Regions from separate parts of the Mus musculus genome. Here region 1 is linked to region 2. The links are chromatin contacts, called in public HiChIP or PLAC-seq maps. All regions are on one chromosome and are shown on one strand. The core of a region is the stretch at or near the end of the contact, and the rest is flanking DNA. Distances in the headings are between cores, read along the strand shown. Region 1 has its middle 8.6 kb from the start of Gm23732. Region 2 holds the start of Zfp386 (zinc finger protein 386 (Kruppel-like)).

What was found. HiChIP or PLAC-seq counts read pairs in DNA pulled down with a chosen protein or histone mark.
Region 1: a contact with region 2 is called in a CTCF HiChIP or PLAC-seq map of the NIH/3T3 cell line, with 13 read pairs. The contact joins the enhancer-like site here to the promoter of Zfp386 in region 2. A contact is called at or near these places in 17 of 39 promoter capture datasets (the C10 cell line, the HPC-7 cell line, HPC-7-derived erythroid cells and 12 more), 1 of 15 datasets of contacts at CTCF or cohesin (the NIH/3T3 cell line), 5 of 484 Hi-C or Micro-C datasets (B cells, bone marrow-derived dendritic cells, group 2 innate lymphoid cells and 2 more), 8 of 115 datasets of contacts at active chromatin or transcription factors (Th17 cells, astrocytes, effector CD8 T cells and 3 more) and 3 of 9 other capture datasets (adipose tissue, liver and pancreatic islet).

What each region holds. Positions count from the first base shown.
Region 1 is chr12:116,180,528-116,183,227 of GRCm38.p6, forward strand. No RefSeq gene overlaps it. Among named protein-coding and RNA genes, the nearest start is that of Gm23732, 8.6 kb to the left of the region's middle. Within about 2 kb of position 1,379, at least 63 of the 459 cell types and tissues checked have an H3K27ac peak or open chromatin away from gene starts, as enhancers often do. A contact at or near this core is called in the NIH/3T3 cell line and astrocytes, where this site is marked.
Region 2 is chr12:116,046,332-116,049,066 of GRCm38.p6, forward strand. It overlaps Zfp386 (zinc finger protein 386 (Kruppel-like)), which reads left to right and starts at 1,393. Exons shown (of 3, transcript NM_019565.4): 1 at 1,393-1,535. The coding sequence starts at 1,527.

The sequences.
Region 1 (2,700 bases), core at 129-2,628, 130 kb after region 2:
AAGGGAGTTAAGAGAATAGTAGAGGCAGAGAAAAGCAGAGAGAAGGAAAGAGTAGAGAAGTAGAGATCAGCCATGACCACGTAGAGAGAGGGAGTAAAGGAATGGGGAGAGAAGGGCAGCAAGGGGGCAAGAGGCAAGGGAGAAAAGCAGGAGTAATACACAGAGAGAGGAAGGGACAAGCAGTCCCTTTTATAGTGGGCCATGTCTATCTGGCTGTTGCCATGTAATTGAATACCAACATGTACAGAAAGGCTGGGTTCCAGTGCCCTGTATGCTCTGATGACCATCAGCCCAAAAATTCTGCACACTTATTAATACTGCTGAAGAGGACATGGGTTTATTGTATACAGCTGAAGGAAGAGGAGATGAGTTGGCTAACCTTGGAAGGAGGCCTCTGTAGGAAAGCAGTTTCAACTTGCTGTCATCCTGGAGGAAGAAGCTGTGGTTGTTCATTTCTGCCTACACTAGTTTTAGCCAAAAGTCAATCACTTCTAAAATTCATACTTGGAATGGAAGGCGTCACCATCTCCATGGGTCTGAGACATTGGGGTCCTTAACACAGCCGTGTACATGTCAATAATAAACATTCACTCTGAATGTCTTCCCTGCCCAACATATTTTCTTTGATAAAAGGTAAGTAAGCATATATCTCTCTCTATACCACTGGGCAAGGTAAAGCATGGGTCAGAATGTAGAGCTAGCTCAACTTATGGCTAAGCCTTGGAAATAGGGACTCTTTAGTTCTTCAACATGAAAATGTCTTTATAAAAGATGGCTAGCTCATAGAAAGAGTTCCTACTTACATCCTACTTATAAGAAGTAAAATACTACAACTAATGAAGCAAGGCAGACCAGGAAAGAATAAAACCCTCAAACCACATCAAATGTGGAGTTGAAACTAATGTCAGGGGACTGGGGTCTGAGGGAGTGGATATCAGAGACTCTGAATAACTTGCTTGTCATCATGTATATACAAGGCATCTGTGTATACAAAGTCACAGAGCTCAGCCATGAGTCAGCTCAGCTACCACGAGGTGTGTGGAATTATAGTTCCACTGCTGGTCACTAAGCAACAGCTTAGTCACACTACTGAACATGTTGCAGTGGCCTGAGGGTCATTGGCTGTCTAGAGCCCTATTTCCAATTTTCTGCTCACAAGGTGCCAATCATTCTGTACCCAAATAATAAACTGCCAGGGTTGTCTTGAGAAATGCTTGGCGCCTTGAGGAAAATGTTCTGTGAACACTGGAAATCTTGTGTCCCTGCCACCAGGCTCTCAGGCTCCTGCCCAGGTTTGACCACAACTTGCACTGCTTGCCTCTATGCCCAGTTTGTTATGTGAGTGCTTGAGTGGCAAGGGCTTTCCCGACTGAGTCATCAATCCATCCCCATGTTAGTTCTTACAAATGAGAGTGTCCTTAGCTATTCCAGCCTGTAGGTGATCCTCTGTGAAGGTTGCACTGACAGAAATCAATCCTATGATAGAGTACAATTGTTTTCTTATATTTGCTCCCGGCTCCCTGCTCAGTGATAATTACACTTATTCACCTTATATAGACTTACATATGTGGTTCAAAATGCATATGTGATGTGTATAAGTATAGAAGAAACTGAATCTTAATTTATCTATGTGCTTCATTTATGGGCACCTGATAGACAAGTTTTCCTTCACTTGTATCTAAACCCAGGACTTTGATTTTTAGTCTCTTGGTTCTTTCTATCTAGTGTCCAATGGAAGGTGAACAGCCAGTCTAATTTTCCTTCTTCAGAGACAAAACTCACTTTCTAATGGAATCTGAAAGGAACCCAAGAGTCAAGTGAGATTACCCATTCTGGCTTTTTTACCCATCTTACTCCAAATTCATTGTTCTAAGAGGATGGCTTAAGGGCATTGAAGGGTTAAGGGCTAAGTAAGACACAGTGGAAGTCTGACCTCAGCCCTGGCCTCCCTTAGCAGCTCTAGCTGAGTCTCTAACCTCCTTGGGATGTTTTCCTCTATGTCTAGGTCCTTCAGAATTGTCAGGTAGTTTAAATGCAATTTACCCATATAAAACATTGGCACTGTTCCCAGAATGGCTGAGAACTAGATAATAGTAAGCTTTACTCTATGTGTTCTGAAGGACACTTTCAGTCTGTGGTTAGATAATGTATTAGAGAGAGAGAGAGAGAGGAAGGAAGGAAGGAAGGGAGGAAGGAAGGAAGGAAGGAAGGAAGGAAGGAAGGAAGTAGGGAGGGAGAGAGGGAGGGAGGGAGGGGAGGAAGGGAGAGAGGGGAGGGAGGGAGGGAGGGGAAGGGAGGGGAGGAGGAAGGAGGAGATGGAGGGGGAGGAGGAGGTGGAGAGAGAGAGAGAGATAGAAAGAGAGAGAGAGAAGACAGACAGACAGACAGACAGACAGACAGACAGACAGAAAGAAAGAAAGAAAGAAAGAAAGAAAGAAAGAAAGAAAGAAAGAAAGAAAGAAAGAAAGAAAACAAATCCGCAAGTACATTTGTCCCTGGTCATGAACAAGAAATCTACATACTAGTGAAAAAAGGACCCAGGCTTGCTGTTTCTGAGAAAACAACAAACATTAGCCCAGAATTAGGGCAATGTCTTTAAAAGGCTGCTCTTCAGGAGCTTTCTTGGTAGTTTTCTCCTGGGAGGGAGCAGAGTGCCCAGCTCCAGCATGAGGGGGCAGGGTGGGAATAGATCATGCCATT
Region 2 (2,735 bases), core at 143-2,642:
GGAGGAAGAGGAAGAAGGATCGGAGGAACCAGAGGGATCAGGGATACCACAGGAACATGGCCCACAGAATCAACTGACTGGAGCTCGTCGAGGCTCTCAGAGATCAGAGAGCATGTAGGGATCTGACCTAGGTCTTCTGCATATCAGTTATTGTTGAGTAGCTTGGTCTCTTGTGGAATTCCTAACAGTGAGAACAGGAGTTGTCACTGATACTGTTGTCTACCTGTGGGACCCTTTCCATCCTACTGGATTGCCTCATACAGCCTTGATGTGAGTGAAGTCTTATTGTAGCTTGTATGCAGTGTTTGGTCCCTGGGAGGTCTGCTCTTCCCTGAGGGGAGGAGGCTAGTTGGATATGGGGGAGAAGGGAAGTTGGGGGGAGGACTACCATGGGGATGTAAAATATATGATAGAAGAATAAAGAATAAACAAAATAAGAACAAATCTTAAAAAAAATTTAAAAGGTCACTGACAAAAGAAAGGAAGGAAGAAAACAAGCAAGCAAGCAGCATCCTACTGCAGTTAATATTTCCATTATAATTACAAGAGAATTTAGGACCAAAGACATCAACCCTTTCTATCTTCTAAACCATCCTTCTAGCCATAGTCCATAATTGGATCATCAATTACTAAATTCTCCACTAATATATTAGCAAGTGTCATTAATCTTGAAGGGCCCTTGATAACTGTCACATTAGAAACTGTATTATATGAAATAAAATCTTTAAGCAAGCATAACACAAGAATTTTTCCCTTTTCTACTAGCATCATATTAGGTACAATCCTGATATCCCAAGCCATTTGTAACATCCGTTTGATGCTTCCTTTTCTAAAAAAATTAGTGCTACCAGGGAAAGAAGGGTCTCCTTTCAAGCTGATTATGAGGGAAGGGTACATCCTCACTGGCCCCTGAACATGTTAATGCCTGTTCAGCACTCGGATATGAAGCGTGCTCTAGCACACACCGCTCTTTAAATTTCTTAAAATGAACACTAGAATAGTTTAAACTGAACCTCTCATTTGTACTGGACACTGCTGACTTGGGAATGCTTCCTATCTCAAAACCCAGGAAGGAGATCCGAGTCCAAACATGGTCTAGGAAATATAAAATTAATTGTCGTTATGTTCCCTGACTTGTGGACCATATGATTACACAAGTACAAGTGATGAGTCGCAAGGCATAACGAAGAAGGAAAAGCCACAGGTCGCCCTGGAAACTAAATCCGTCGAAGCCCGCCTCAAAAACAGGTTCATCCTAGAACTTGCCTTTCGGACCTCATTCGGCCGTGGGTTGGTGCTATCTGATGTCAATCAAGATCAGGAGGGCGGGGCGGGAGTGATGGCAGTCACTTTGCTGGAAAAGTATTGGCTGAGAACCCGCCAATCAAGTTCACAGAGCCTTGACAATATCGCGAGTCCACATCCCGTACGCGACCTTTGTGTTGGAAAATGTGAGCGTGTTTTCCAGCTTTTGGAAGCCCCGGTGGCCCTTACGAAATCACGGGTGCTGGAGATGCAGGAGAGCCATGGAGATGGTGAGCAATGGTCGCGAGGCTGCGCGGAGGGTTGAGTAGGCGGGAGTCTGCGCTCCGAGGGGGCGCCGGGCGGGCCTGGTCGGCTCGGCCTAGGGCGGAGTTGGGCGGCTGCACGGACCTGGCGTCCTCGGGTGCCCCGGAAGGGAGGAGCAGAGCAAACACTGATTTTGCTACCAGGCCTTTGCCTTGCAGCGGCCTCTGTGTCTGCAGCCAGCAGACTGCGGGAGATGGCCTGAAGGAGCATCAGATAATCCAGTCTCCGTGGCGGAGGTTCCTGCGGGACAGCAGCGGGGCTCCCGCTCGCCTCCCAGAGTTTTCCCGTTTCCCCCTTGCGCCTGGTGGATGTACCAGAAATAGGTCAGATCCGAAACTCTTTCCCCACCCTGCAACTCTGTGTGCCATTCCCAATCAATATCAACTGATGGGTTACCGTGATGTATTTCAATCAGATGGCTTTTGACATCGTTTTTCTAAAGATTTAATGAATGGCGCTTTATCGTTGGCTTTCTTTAAGTTTTTGTATCAGTATATATTAATTATACATCCTAATGAGTTTCATTATGGCATTTTCACACATGCATATGTATTTTGAACATATCCTCCATTGTTTCTTTCCTGTCCCTCTCCCACGATAACTCCCTTCTTTCCTAGCTGCTCTAGGATAGACAAAAGTCTATCGTTTGGTAAGCCAAGGAACTTCGTTAGGGTTATTTACCGAGGGATTAATTACAGGAGCCCGGGCATATAATTAGTGGCAACAGGACACTAGAAAATATCTCTCAACCACTTACCAACTGTTCACTGCCCACAAATCCTCAGGGAGGGGTGAGGACAAGGAAGTATTGTTAGGTCCAGTCTTTTGCAGGTCTGCGCATTTAATCACATTTGCTGTCATACATGTGAGATATCCTCAGAATACCATTTTGTAGAAATTTTGCGTCTTTTGCTTCTTAACAGTTCACCCTTTCAACACCCAGGCTGGTTGTTTGTTTAAGTCTTTTGATTTGGTTTTTGTACGCTCCTCCTTTCGCCTTCTAAGCCACAGATACCTTCCCACAATGTTTTTCGGTTGAGTTTTTCCCCTTTCGTGACCCCCACCCTCAGCTTTAGTGATTTCCTGCACTTGGGCCTGGCACCTTGTGTCCACAACTGCTGTGTGCTTATTATCTAGCACACATTGACCTCTGTGCCCACTCCTTA